Linked DNA regions of Anser cygnoides: region 2 is linked to region 1. Evidence: chromatin contacts called from public Hi-C data. All regions are on one chromosome and are shown on one strand. Each heading gives the region's core, a stretch centred on a gene start, on an enhancer-like site or on the middle of the called end of the contact. The rest is flanking DNA. Distances are from core to core; before and after follow the strand shown.

Evidence for each region. Hi-C and Micro-C count contacts between places; a contact is called where the count stands out from the background.
Region 2: a Hi-C map of liver shows a contact between it and region 1, with 2.0 times the contacts expected there. The contact joins the promoter of NDUFAF6 here to the promoter of DPY19L4 in region 1. A contact is called at or near these places in 3 of 7 Hi-C or Micro-C datasets (granulosa cells and liver).

What each region holds. Positions count from the first base shown.
Region 1 is chr2:139,140,038-139,144,001 of Taihu_goose_T2T_genome, reverse strand. It overlaps DPY19L4 (dpy-19 like 4), which reads right to left and starts at 1,753. Exons shown (of 17, transcript XM_066990600.1): 1 at 1,358-1,753. The coding sequence starts at 1,502. It overlaps LOC136789782 (a long non-coding RNA gene), which reads left to right and starts at 3,415. Exons shown (of 3, transcript XR_010828721.1): 1 at 3,415-3,446.
Region 2 is chr2:139,299,309-139,303,272 of Taihu_goose_T2T_genome, reverse strand. NDUFAF6 (NADH:ubiquinone oxidoreductase complex assembly factor 6) reads right to left here and starts at 1,908. Exons shown (of 9, transcript XM_066990608.1): 1 at 1,716-1,908.

The DNA of each region.
Region 1 (3,964 bases), core at 504-3,003:
TAGTGATGACCAAAGAAGTAGCAGTGAGAACGCTGGAGGAAAATGCATTTCTTTCATTTTTTTTTTTAGCATATTAGTGAACCAAATTAGAAGCGTAAGATGCTTGCAAAGTCTAGAGTCAGCAGCAGCAATAGAAAACTCCTAAAGAAAGAAAAATTTCAAATTCTAATTGTGAAACCACGACACCTCAGTCAGCAAGTGATCTTCACCACAATTTGAAAACTGCTCAATAGATTTCCCCCTTCAGAAGAAGCAATAATAAAGAAAGATCCAAGGATGCTATTTCTGTTTAATTTGCAGCTGCCTCAAACAAGAAAAATGCTGTCTCCACTTCCATGAATCCTTTTAAACGGGGTGAAATGAAAGTCAACCAAGGTGACGACTAAAAATAATCTAGCATTTTGAACTGACGACACAGCCTCTAGCATCTCTCTATCCAGCAAGCAATTTTTTATCCACGATCGCTCCCCAGTTCCCTGCAAGTTCCCTTAAGTTTTTTCGTGTTCCACTTAGTTTTGTGTTTCTGTTGCAGAGTCACTGCTCCTGCGTGCCACTCTTTTAATCCATTTTTTACCAGTAAAGTGACCACTATCTGCGATTTTTGTCCTCTTATTGGAAGAAGGATAAAGCAGGACTGGGAAACTTTCAGAGAGGGACCCCAATAAGGATCAAGGCTGCGCAGTGGCTCCCATTCACATCTCAGGTAAGCGTGTTAGGATATTTTCCTCAGTCTGCAGAAAAAGATGACCAGGAGAAGCACAACACAGACCCACAAGCTAGCGAAGTGCACCCGCAGGGTGAACGGACACCAGAGAGGGGTTCTGTTTTCCAGCACTGGCACCAGAAGCGATGGCCCGGACGCCGTGCGCCAGGCCAGCAGCAGGTCCCCCGCCGCACACCGTGGCCTTCAGGGCTCTGAGCTCACACCACAGAGCTCGCACAGCCCCAGGGGCAGATGTGTGCACCCCAGCAGCACAAACCCCTGGGCGCTGCTGCCACGGAGCCACATCCAGCCCAGAACGCCTCCAAAATCAGGAGAGCTGGGACACAGCGCGGCGCACGGCTCCTTTGCTCCCCTGTTCCTCAAGGTGCCCACTCCCGGCCGTGCTCCCCAGTTAAGCCAAACGCCACCCCCCAGCCCCACAAAGGGGCACCCCACAGAAAACCCCTAGGGACGAACAAATAGGGGCTGCCTGCACAGAGGAGCCCCGCGCCCCCGGGCTGCCCCCGGCCGCCCCCCCTCGGGCGTGAGGCGGGGAAGGGGACGAAGCCTGCCCCCCGCAGCGCCCACACGGGCCTCCCCGGCGGCGGGGCAGCGCCACGGGGCGAGGGATGGCGGTGACGCCCGGCCCCTCACCTTCCTCCATCGCCCGCCTGCCGCCGCCGCCCGCCGCCGGGGCCCCGCGCTGCTCCCTCGGGGGCGACACCGCCGCCCCGCCCGCTCTCCGGCCGCCGCCGCCGCCCGCCTCTCGTCGGCCCCGCGGCCGGCAGCGCTCTCGCATACCCCGGCGAGGGGAAGCGGCCCGGCCCCGGCTTTCCTACCGCCGCCTCCGGGCGCCCCGTGTGTGGAAGGGGAGGCGGAACCGTGGCGGCGGGGCGAAGGGAGGCGGCCGGCGCGCAGCCGCGGCGTACCGCGACATGGCGGCGCCCTGCCCCAGCCGCTGAGGGAAGGGGCGCCCCCCGCGGCTGAGCCGGCGGTGGGCAGGCGGCTGGGGTGGGAGCAGAGCCCCGGTGTCGCAGTGTAACCTGCTCCTTTGCTGCTCTCGGGGCGGTACGGAGCCTGAAGCACGTCCTGGGGGCGCTTGGGGTGGTACAGCCCCTGAATCACGTCCGGGGGACACGCCTCAGGAGGTCCCCCTAAGGGTTTACCCACAGGTGGTCACCGTGAGTTCCTATTGCAGAGAGTATATAAAGCCCTGTGTGCTGAAAGGGTGCCAAGAAGCTCAAAGGTTTATAGGATCTTGGTCTAGAGTTCTTAGTCTCAGATCTTAGTCTTGGCAGAAAGAGGCTGGCAGAAGGTGGAGGGCTGGGGTAAGATCTGATGCTTAGCTAGGTCATCTTACATTTTCCTCTGTCTTGCCGACAATTGGGTCAGACCATAAACGTTAAAGGTTGGGGATCTCTCTCTAATGATTATGGTACGCGTGTGGAGGTGTACAGGGCTTCACCACCCTCATGCAGACGTCATTCCCTGCATGGTGGAGTCACCGTCCCTGGGGGTGTTCAAGGAAAGGTTGGACGTGGTGCTTGGGGACATGGTTTAGTGGGTGACGTTGGTGGTAGGGGGATGGTTGGACCAGGTGGTCTTGGAGGTCCCGTCCAACCTTAATGATGCCATGATTCTGTGTGTGCTCTGGGCTAAGTACTGCCACCCTTTGAGGGAGTCGTGCCCTGAACTACCAGATTAGGGTCATCACCTCTGGGAGCAGGGCAGTACCAACTCAACATTGAAAGATTGCTGAAGACGCCCTGATGCTTGCTACCTAAAAGCTCAGAAACAAACAGAATGACATAACTGAGAGGTGCCTGCATGTCATCGCCTGTGTGTGTGCAGAGTTTGCCCAGGCACAGTCAGCCGAGGGCTCGCTTCGGGGCTGGGAGGCTGTGACCCGGGAGCTCTCAGCAGCCGTCTCTGTCCGCACCAGAGTGCAACCCCGAGCAGAGCAGCTGGGCTTGTTTCAACCTCACAGAAGCAAACTGTTGGACAAGCTGTCGGAGAGGTTTGTGCCAATCGCCCCTTGGGGGCTGCATGTCTTCCTGCAGTCAGCCCACTGTCGGATGAGCCGCTGGAAAACTGATTTGGTTTCTCGTCTAGCAGCTGAAAGGAAAAACTAAACCAATTTGTGTATCCTGTTGGAGCGTAAAATGAGATTTATAAGTTTCCTGGGTTTTTTAATAAAATTTAAAATACTTCTGCAATTGTTGATTTATTGGATAGTTAAAAGAGTTGCTTATGTTTTTAATGATCCATAAATTATCCATTGCATTTTTAATGTAGTTGGGTTTGATCTGTCTTATTTTTTTTTCATAACTTGATTCTATTATAAGTCACTGGAATGAACACAAATAATCTTTGCAATCAAAACAGCAATAATAGTTTTAAATATTTGTAATCAGACCATTAATACATGGACAGGAGTAAAACAAATGACTGTACAGTTATGCTGTAAATTTTGGTCTTCTTAAGCCTCCTTTGTATTCGCTGTTTCATACTGTGCCTTGTTACATTTCTTGTGGAACTGGAGTTTTCTACAAATGCTCCAGTATATGGGTAATCCTGCACTTTAAACTCATAAATGCATGTAATCATAAATGCATGCAAAGTTATTTACGTACAGACAGTTATTAACTATACAGATAAAAGGGAAATGAAAAAAAAAATCCAACCCGCTCACTTGTTTTTCATTTTTTCCAAGGTATTCTCTGGATAAATTACAAAATTGAAGGTGAGAGAAACAAAAATTTTTCATGCAAGTTTCTTTCTCTCAGAATGAATAGGCTGAAATAATTTTTAGAGTAATGTTGAAAATGTTACTAATGCTGCTCTTCAATCTTCCCAAACACTTTCTATAACTAATTTTCTATGCAAGTTATTTCATTTGGCAGCTTACTTTGTGTCCTAAACATCGTGCTGTAATGCATTAAAATGAATAAATATAGGGATGTTGGGTTCTTTTTCCAAGCTTTCTCGGTACAAACATGAATCATGTATCTGCATTATGGCATTAGTTCTCTATTTACATATTATTTCTAAGCCCTACAGACATAACTTTTCTTTTTGTTTACAAGTCCACGTTATTGATGGTTTCTAGTTTAACAATATTTTTCTCTCTGTTTTAGAGATGTCATGAGGCAAACAATACACAGATGTACCTTAGTATAAAGCATTAATATTGAGCATATTTGTCATTATTCAGAAACGGAGAATGTGTACTTGTTTATTCTGTAAACATACCAAGATATA
Region 2 (3,964 bases), core at 659-3,158, 160 kb before region 1:
ACAGCAAGAACCAAGAAAACGTATCTGCTACAGAAAAATATTTTTAATCAAACAGCTTAAAGCCAGTTTTAAAAGACCTATTTGAACAGCAGCTTCAATTAAATGATGCCAAAAGGATAACCACTTTTAACTTCACTACTGTAAATGCTCATGTATTTTTATAAGTAGTCTTTTTTATGTTTTAATATAACATTAAAACAACAAAAATGTCTAATGAAAATAACAAAAGATGCCAACCTTCTGTGACTTGGGACCTAGCTATTCTGTTCACAGTTGTTTGCTAACAAAAATATTTTAACTGTATATATTGCTTGTACACAGAGCCTTTGATCTCCTGAGTAACAGGTAAGCCCTGGGTAGAGCAACCACGAAAACACAGCCACAGTCTCTAATTTTATCAACTAAACCACAAACTGGCTATGCATTCTGATGCACCCGAAAAGATCTGCAGCTTGCTGCTTCGCTGAAAACTTAAGGTGGTCACATTTCTCTGCATTAGCTGTCCCACTTCAACCACTACTGCTGACCACATGTGACTTTGTGTCTTTTACAGCTGTCGGTTTGGAGACGACTATCCTGCTCCACTCCTTCCATACACACTTCGAAGCCTTCTCTCTGCTTTCATCAACAACAGCATCCAAATAGAAAGCAGGAGTCTTTACACAGCAGATGGGTTTCTTCCTCTAACCCTGTACCTTTGAACTCCTGGGGACTAGGAAACAAGCAGAGGGCGTTGCACATCGCTTGCAGCTCCAGAAGCAAAGCAGGACGCGTCCCCTGACCTGAAAGCCTCCGGCCTGTGCTCCTGCTCCTTGGGCTTTGACCAAAGGCAGATGCTTTTGAAAAGATGTTTTTGCATCCTCCCCCTCCTGCTTTAAGGTCAGGACAGCTACTTCAGGTCTGTCCAGCTGGGGGATTTCCTCTGCTCGTTTTTCCAAGGAGTCCTTGGAAAGTTTGACTATTTCCCAGTAACCAAGACCTGAAAGCACTGATTATTTTTAAATGCCCGTTTCGATGATCTTTCACTGCATAATCTGAAACAATCAAATGGAAACGTCCAATGCTTCTGAAGAAAAGCAGCTGTGAAAGAAGGAAGAAAAAAAAAAAAAACACTGTTTACAGATTAAATCAGCCTTGCAGTTCCAATATTTATCCAGCAGTTTCCACCGCAGGTTTTTATTTGCGGTCCCGATATTACTCGAGGAGAAAAGACCACAACAGGAGCAGGGCCCTGGCACTCCGCGGGGCATCTCAGGACCTCGCACGTCCCCCGAAAAGGGGAGGTCGGTGTCCCCACAACGAAAGGAGCCGGCCCACATTAAGATTTCCTCAGGCCCATCCCCGGGCCGGATTACCCTCACTGACCGGGCCGGGCTCCCCCTCACCGCCCGGCCCCGTCCCCGGCTCTCCCCACCCCCGAGGCGGGCTGGGCGGGCGGCGGAGCCCGGCCTCCCCCCCGAGCACTCACCGCAGCAGCTCGGCGCAGTACTGCACCTCTCCCCCGGGCTCCGGCCGGCTCCAGCCCGCCGCCACGGCCGCCCTGCCTTCCCTCAGCCACGGCTGCCCGCCGCGGGCCCCCGCCGCCCTCACCAGGCGGTGGCACGGCGCTGGACGAAGCCCTCCCGCGGCCATGGCGGCGGCCGCCATTTTGCCGCTCCGCCCCTCCTGTCGCTCACCCCGGCCCGCGCAGCCGAGGGGGACGGCCCCTTCCTCACCCCCTCGACGGGGAGGGTTGGGAGCGTGTCCTCTGTAAAGTGGCGGCTCCTCGGTGGTTTGGCCGCTTTTCCCCACACGATTCCCGCAGCGGGGGTCCCGCGCCCTCTTGGCTCGGCGGAGGGTGGGAGGACGCTGGGACAGGACCCTGAGGTAGCCTCAGGCGGAGATCGGCTCCGTAAAGTGCCGAAGGGTCGCAGAAGGGCCCGGTGTAAAAGTTTAAGGGAGAAGGTACCGGTAGATGGCACCCAAGAATGCGTTATTTCTGTCCGGGGTTTTTGGCCGTGCAGCCTTTTGTTGTCCTGCAAATGGCTTCCTCGGCGCCGCCCTGGCCTCAGTTTACCCCGGCTCCCGGGGCGGTCGCCGCTGGCATGGGCTTGAGCTGAATTCCCCTCAAAAGAAATTCCGGAAAACCCGGCACTCACGTGTTCAAACCCCACAAATCTGAGGAATCTGAATGATAAAAATATCCCGTTGGAGCAGTCCCAAGCTGTGACAGGCTGGGCACAGCAGTATTCGTACACAGAACATGTTCGGGCAAGAGAGCCAGCACACCACAACACAGCGGTGGCACATGAACACGGGGACAAGGGAGACCTGACACACTAGGTTAGAGCTGCCATCCCTAAAAGACACCTTAAAAGCTTCCAGGTGCAGGCTGTGGGACACTGCTGGGACCTTGTGCTGGATATGGTCCCTCTGCAGAGCTGACTCACATCACAACACGGTCATTTTAGTCTTGTAGTCACAGGCAGAGCAGTCATGTCCCTTCAAAGTTTGGCCTATCTGAGGATAAACTAACAAATTAACAAAAGTACCAACAAGCTTAAGAGCTGTTTCATCTTAAAACCATGCCAACCCAAACTGTGGGTAGTTATTAGTAGAAGTAGCAACAGACCAGCTTTCCATCCCCAGCCTTGCCATCCTCCTCCCAAGTGCCAGCTTTTCCTTCATTTAATACTACATGGAGCTGATTCAGGGGATTAAAACAGCAGAACATTCACTGCTCTCTCTTTGTTTTCTTGAGGAAGTTTTCTACCAGTTTGCTGCTCTGAATCAGTTCACTACGTGGTCAGGTGAGAATACATGCCAGCACAGGGAATTGGCACGATCAGGAGACTATGAGCTGGAAAGTGAGTAGGATCTCCCTGATCTGGGGCACTAATATGCATGTTCATTTGCTTAGCTGAAAATTATTGAAGCCACACAGTAAATATGGGGGAGGTTTTGAGTGGGCAGTGACATTCAAGTTACAAGACATCTGTTTGGAAATGAGAGCAAGCCTTTATTTTGTGTGATGACAAGACAACAAAGGGAAGAGGAGGAGAGGAAGGCTGGGAACATCATTCCAGCATTATTTGGTTTATCGATTAGTGGCTCTTGTGGGTTTATCCTGAGTCTTTCTTCGTCCCTTTCCCTCAGTTCTTTCCCTCGTCTCTGAAGTTCTCTTTGTCTTGAAACTCTGGACCTTGTTTTAAACCCTTGCTATGCCTTGAGCAGGATTTATTGTTTGTCAGGGCACCCAAAGGAGGTCATTTAGCTTTGGTAGATTTCTGGGTGGAGGCTGAAACTGCTGTTGTTTAAGTTTTCAGAGAGAACCCCTAGATAAATGAATCCAGCTCTTTCAGCTGCTGCCAATTCCTGGCAGAAGGGTTACATAAACATACTCTAAACCTCAAGGGTATTATAAATAAATCTTATAAAATATTAACTTTTGTTAATCTCTGAATGAACCAAAATGGTGTTAATCTGATTTAAACCCTTAGTAAGAAAAGAATTAACCAGGTATCTTATAAAAAACAATAATCCTGACCTCTTTCTCAGTTCACTGAATTTGTTTCTTGCCATTCTGTACCTTTACTGTTCTCATTAAATTACACTTTTTTTTCTTTAAACAAATATTTCACATATCATGTATAGTTATTGAAAAGCTTCTTCAAGTCTGTTTTGGTTCTAGCCAGTTAGACTTTTGTTTTGCCAGTGTAGTGAAAATAATGATTAGAGTTAATGTTTTATGGAGTTACTTTTAACACTGTATATGAAATTTTAAGCTTAATAAGGGGCTTCTATGATTTTTTAATGATAAAATTGTGTCAAAGAGCTCATTTCATGGCCTTTTTCAATACTCCTCTCAGAAGCTGAAAGATAATGCTCTCTCTGATGTGTACTTATTAATTATTTTGTCCAGCAGATTCCTCAGATAAAACTCTGAAATCCTTGGGCAGAAATGCTAGTGACAGCAATGACTGGT